2 separate regions of the Hordeum vulgare genome follow, and region 1 is linked to region 2. The links are chromatin contacts, called in public Hi-C maps. All regions are on one chromosome and are shown on one strand. Each heading gives the region's core, a stretch centred on a gene start, on an enhancer-like site or on the middle of the called end of the contact. The rest is flanking DNA. Distances are from core to core; before and after follow the strand shown.

Evidence for each region. A called contact is a pair of places that touch in the nucleus more often than the background predicts.
Region 1: a Hi-C map of seedling shows a contact between it and region 2, with 5 times the contacts expected there. The contact joins the promoter of LOC123403746 here to the promoter of LOC123401461 in region 2. A contact is called at or near these places in 2 of 6 Hi-C or Micro-C datasets (leaf and seedling).

Annotation. Positions count from the first base shown.
Region 1 is chr6H:402,023,826-402,027,143 of MorexV3_pseudomolecules_assembly, forward strand. LOC123403746 (poly(U)-specific endoribonuclease-B-like) reads left to right here and starts at 1,414. Exons shown (of 7, transcript XR_006611546.1): 1 at 1,414-1,759; 2 at 1,857-1,958; 3 at 2,043-2,126; 4 at 3,060-3,318.
Region 2 is chr6H:401,657,179-401,660,310 of MorexV3_pseudomolecules_assembly, forward strand. LOC123401461 (ATP-dependent zinc metalloprotease FTSH 7, chloroplastic) reads left to right here and starts at 1,485. Exons shown (of 13, transcript XM_045095286.1): 1 at 1,485-2,506. The coding sequence starts at 1,664.

The sequences.
Region 1 (3,318 bases), core at 164-2,663, 370 kb after region 2:
ATCATCTAAAGTTTCATTCCATTTGGACTCCGTCTGAAAATGGGCCAAAAACACGGAAAAAACAAAAGCTGGCACTTGACACTGAGTTAATAGGTTAGTCCCAAAAAGATATAAAATAGCATATTCATGCATATAAAACATCCAAAGTTGACAAGATAATAGCATGGGACCATAAAAAATTATAGATATGTTGGAGACGTATCAGCAGTCCTAGCTCTGAATATGGTCGTGGAATTGTGGTGTCGCCTCGCCCGGTGGCTCGGCGGACCCCGACTGATGCTTGCTATGGTGGAAGGGGGTACAATGGCGGTGGTGGAGTTGCTGCTACCGGATCTAGCGGGCGGCACCCCGAGCTTTCTGGCTACGACCCTTCCAAACAAGGCGTGCAAGTTCGGTCCTTCTGACCCGATCTCCTCTTCGGATGCTATTGGGGATCCCTTCTCCCCTCTCCTTTTGCATGGTGCTGCCTCTCAATCCTCAGGTCCTATCTCGACTCTTACTTGCTCCGCCTGTCACTGCTCTGGGTTTTTAAATCTAAGTGTGAATCCCCTCTTCTGTCTCATTTGCTGCGCTGAAGGCCACCTCACTATTGACTGCAAAGATCGATGCAAGCCACCGTCTTTCAAATTTGTGCCTTCACGTGAAGCAAATATGTGCTTATCGAGGAATCATAATTCTTCTTCCTTTTTGCTTCTTGGGGAAGCAAATATATGCTTGCATGAAAAAAACTTCTCGCGGAAGCAAATCTATGCTTCGTGTGAAAGCACATATTTTCCCTTTTTGGGAAGCACAAATGTGATTTATAGTTGTGCTTCTCACGGAATCAAATATGTGCCTCTTCAAGAAGTAAATGTGTACATCTCGTGCTTCTCGTCAATTTAAATTTGCGCCTTCACGAAAAACAAACATGTGCTTCTTGTGAAAGCGTCCAACACATAACATGTGACGACAACTCGACACGTCATTTTCATGTTCCCTGGCCACTAATAGTGACTCCTGAAAGTCCACATAAAGGGTAACATTTAGTTAGTTTCTCTAATATTTTAGTCTATCCTCATTTCATAGAAGAGAGAAGAAAACATAGCCAACTCTAATCCGGTCTAACGCGGACCTTTTATTTCGCGTGTGGGGCGACGCAAACCGCGCACCCCCTCCTCCGCACACACACTTTTGGGCCTGCCTCTGTATACCTTTTTTGTTTTTTGTAACAAATGAAAAATCTGGGTTTTTTTTCTATTGCATCAACAGAAAAAAAAAACAGATAAAAAACAAAAAAATGAGCAGCAAGTTAATGGGCTGGCCCATACGACGGGCGCCTGCGGCGCTGCATAAGAGCTCTGGATGTGTAATATGCTGTACTGAATATCGAAAAAAAGAAAAGTCATGGCCACGGCACCCGACGAGCATGGGCGCGCGCCCGACGTTCGCGCCTTCCCTCTTGCTACCTCAAACCGGAATCACCCGGTGCATCCACCGCCCACCGATCGATGGGTGACGCCCCCTCCCTCCCTCCCATGGAAATTCCGGGGACCAATCATATCGCCCGTTCCCATCGTTCCTCGGTTCAAATCTATAGCGCCGAAGGATGGCGAACCAGGGTGAGAGATCGGGCGCCATGGACGGTCTCGTAAATGGCTTGTCTGGCGCCTCGCACGGACACGGCGGGGCTGGGGACGCCGCGCCTAGGGCGGTCAACCGTGCCGGTGCCGCTCCAGGGGAAGGGGGCCGGCAGGAGATAGCCCGGCCGACGTGGGCCGAGGTGCTCGCGTGCTGTTCGATATAATGATTATGTAGGCTGTAGGGAAAGACAGTTCGGCTGGGGCTCGTCGGACTATGCTCTTATTCAATTGTTGCAGGTAGTATCCGAGGAGAAGCAAGAGGAGAGGCCGGAGAGGGCAGAAGATGGTAGGAGGCAGCACGGGCATTGCCCGCCCACGTCCACTCAACGGCGCAATCTGGTTAGAGTGCTTTTGCTTTGGCATTTGAGTATTTAGAGGCTAGGAGCCCATCCGATTCCATTGTGATGTGTTTGTCATCTTTAGGGTGAGACGGGTGAAACAAAGGGCGGAGGCTGGCAGGACCGCAGGCCGCATCAGCAGACCTTGAAATGTAAAAGATCACAACAGGTATCCAATTAATTATGTGTACTGTATGAGGATTATATGCCTGTTTTACTCTCTTATTGACTGGTTTCTACTCCCTCCGTTCCTAAATATAAGTCTTTTAAGACATTTCACTAGGGGTCTACATACGGAGCAAAATGAATGAATATACACTATAAAGTATGTCTAGATACATCCGTATGTGGTCCACTGGTGAAACCTCTATAAAGACTTATATTTAGGAACGGAGGGAGTAGCGAGTAGATTATTCGACATACATTTGTTACTATCTTATTCTGCTGATATAAATAAATTTAGTCATTACTGAAAGGAAATGGGTTGGTTTTCCATCATTAATTTCCCCTTGCTGCAGATCCTTATTGGTTATAATGTTCAATTGTCAATATTTTTATGTTAGAAGCTCAAGTTGGACCGATCTCAGACATGCTTTGAAGCCTTCTTTACCTTCTGAAAAAACACATCACACATAGTATTTGGAAAGAATGATATCAAAGGCACCTCAAAATAGGCACAAAAAGTAAAAATAATAATAATATCAAGGCGCCTAGGCATTGCCTTAGCTAACATATTCGTCTGAAGAAAGGGCTGACAACAGCACAGTTAGAGGAAAGGGAATGAAGGGAAACAAAAAAAAAGGATGTAGAGGGGAAAGGGAAAAGGCAAAGTGGCCTGGCTCCCGCCTATCAAAACAATAAAAAATATTGGTTTTTGTTGCTGTTTTTTTCTCTTCTTTTTCAGTCTGGTTGGCGCCACCCTTGGCGGCTGTGTAGCTTAGTTCCATTTTGGCAGCCTTTCTTCTGATACAAATGACGTGTGTTTGAGAAAATGTTGTGTACTGTTTGAAAAATCTGATTGGAAGGAATGCCAGTCGTAGCTGTATCGGTAATTTATAAGCTTCTGTTTCATGGATTCTGAACTTCTATTGACTGTATGAAGAACTCCGAGGAATGGAACCGATACAAAAGACCACCTTCTGAACAAGAATACTCGGAGGATGTCAGTCAGCTTCGCCATGGTCTAAATGTAAAGCCTACCAGGGAGGAGCTCAATCATTTGTCAAAGGCATGCTGTCGGCTATGGGAGCTTGACCTGAACCGTCTCCTCCCTGGTAAAGACTATAGAATCGAATGTGGCCAGGGGAAGAAGGTTTATCAGAAGGGTGACATGGCATCTGAAAACTTATTCAGCTGGCTGA
Region 2 (3,132 bases), core at 235-2,734:
GTCGCGAGGACGACACCGACGGCCAGTGAAGACGGCGACGGCCACGACAACGACGTTTTCTATGTTAATTATATTAGACTGGCCGTTTTGTGGCCGTGAAAATTGGGCAAACTGGGCGTTTTTAATGTTAATGTTATTATGTTTTAAGTTTTTTAACTATGTTTATTTATTTTTAGTTGAGTTTTCCTATTTTTTTAATCAAGTCCAACACGGACATGATTTGGGTGCGGCCGCACGGTAGACGCACGCACGACCCAACGGACAGAGGTGGACGTGGGCGAACCCATTGCCGTTTTAAAGGAACAAAATCCGGCCAAACCGGACGTCCGTTTAGGATCGTGCGGTGGAGTTGGCCTAATGCTCTCCCGTGCACTTACCTAGTAAGCCCAAAAAACCAGTATAATTAGATTGTAAATTTAGTCACGGTTACTATTTACACATGTTTCCAGCGTTTTACAATTTTGCTTACTGACTATACTTGTTTGCAGTTATTCCGTTATAGGAGTAGTACCCCCTCCATTATGAAATAAGTGTCTCAATCTAAATATTTGTTTACTTAAGTTAATACTATAAAATTAAGACATTTATTTTAAAACAGACAAAATACTTCTTTATCTTACTCACAAAGAATGTGTATGTTTGCTAAAAAAATCCATACAAAATTGAGTGCAGCGTTTCGGTGCTCAGACACATCCGCACCCGGTTAAAAATATATCAAATCAAGTACTAAAAAAATTAAAATATTTCTAATTTTTTTTCTTGATAGATACTTTGATGCATGAGGTCCATTCCAATTTTTATATCATTTAAACATCTAAACAACTCTCGGCAAAAAAAAACGAATCAAAATAATGCATGAACAATACACTTTTTTAGTGATTCTAAATTTATCTTTTTTACCGAAAGCTGTTTAGATGTTCAAATGATTCAAAAATTACAACGGACCTCACACATAAAAGTTATCGACCGTTTTTTTGAATTTTTTAGCATTTATATTGATTTTTTTATTCTGCACGAGTGGAGATAAGTGTGGGCTAAAAAATGGATTTTGACACAAAATTAGCAAACCATTTGTTTTTCCTCCTCTGCCGTAGAAGATATGCTCCCAAATTCGGCAGTCGTTCATCGTTTATGTGGACACGGGCAGCTCGTCGTCCTGCACCATCCGACGCGCCAAATATCTGGAGTAACCCCACCTTCTGACTCACGCCCCCTGCTCCCACTGACAAGGAGGAGCTATCCCGTTAACCCCCCTCCCTCTCCGCCGGCCGCGTGCCATATCTCCACGGAACGGATAAGCCACAGAAACCCAAGAAACGCCGCAGCTTTCCACTGAAAGCGGGCCCAAGGAAACGCGGCCCATGAACGGGGCCCACGCGTCAGTGAGCAATGCGCCGCGTACCCCTCGGTGACCGTAGGTATTTTACCCGAACCGGATTAACAGCCCGGCGTGACGGCGAGATACGCAGGCGCAGCCAACCAAGGGCGACACCCTTCCCTCCCCCGTCTCGGTTCGTCTCGTCCTCTGCCTTCGTCTGTTCCTCATCTCCCCGCCTCACTCCGCCCCCTCCCCCCATCGATTCCTCCACGCGAGGTCCTCGGGCTGCCCCCGTCCCCCCGGTCGCGAATCTAGGGTTCGGGGCGCGCCTCCCCTCCCTCTCCCATGGCCTCCGCCGCCGCCGAAACCCTTGTCTCGCTCCCCGTCGTGCCCCCCTCCCGGTCGCTCCTCCGCCCCCTCCGCAGGCGACCTGCTTACAGAGGCAGCGCCGCGTCGGTCCGCCTATCCGCGGTGCCGCCCCGGGGCCTTGGGTTCGCCCTCATCCATCGCCGCATTCGCTGCCCGCCGGCGGCGCGCGCCAACGTCGAGCGCGACGGCGACGGCGCCTCCGGGTCGGGAGAGGCCTCGTCCACCGGGGACGGCGACCGCGACGCGGCGGCGGAGCAAGGAGGTGATAGCGCGGGCACGAGCACCACCACCGCGGCCGCGACGCCGCCCTCGCCGCCCTCTTCGTCCAAGAGGGGGGAGAACAAGTGGCGCCGGCGGGTGGTCAAGGGCGGCGGTGTTGGCCGATGGTTCTGGGAGCCCATAGTGCAGGGCCGGGAGATGGGGTTCCTCCTGCTACAGCTCGGGTTTGCCATATTCGCCCTCCGCATGCTGCGGCCGGAGATCACGTTGCCTGGCTCGGAGCCCAGGCCACAGACCACTTACATCAGCGTCCCCTACAGCGACTTCCTGGCGAGCATTGATAAGGACCAGGTGAAAAAGGTTGAGGTGGATGGGGTGCACGTTATGTTCCGGCTCCGTCCCGAGGTTGAGGCCAGTGTGGTGGAGCAGCCACAAACACAAACAGATGGTGTTGCTGATAATGCTGCCATTTCAAGGAGAATCGTCTTCACAACGACACGCCCAGTGGACATTAAGACTCCATATGAGAAGATGGTGGAGAATAGTGTTGAGTTTGGGTCGCCAGATAGGAGGTCCGGTGGCATGCTCAATTCAGCCTTGGTAAGGAACTTCAGCTGAAAGTTTTCTGTGTTTTACATGCTTGACTATTTTGGTTTGAAAATTGTTGCAGTAATAGCATTTTAGACCATTAGTGACATGTCAATAGGGAACAGGGGAAATATGACATATGGTGACGGAGATTGTGTTTAGTTTAGAAAAGGAGGAATAATTTGTAATGTTATTTCCCTTAGTATGGTTTGTTTCAGCAATCTAGATTTTATATACGCTAACTAGCTACATGTGATGTACTTACAATGAAGGAGGAAAGAAAGATCGGTGTTTGTTATGTGTCAACACGCAAGAGACTAGAATCCATTTTTTTTTGTTCTTCTTGAAACAAAAGCAGAACATTTGCTCACTTCTCCCAGCGGTTGCTTTTTATGGCAAGCAAACAAAAGTACTTGTTGCTAAATTTTGTTAGTATGTACTCCATAGCTACATATTTAATCCACCCCACAATCGTTCTAGATGCTTAAGCAATCTAGCATCCTTTGCTGTTTTGGTTATCCCTAAACCAAGATTTATAAGAACGTAAAGTTGAATCTGTTTCCTTGCTTTCACGTGCAAAAGGAAGGGTTAAGTTATTGTCAAGAGTAATGTAGAAGTACACGCTTCTCTTTTGATTT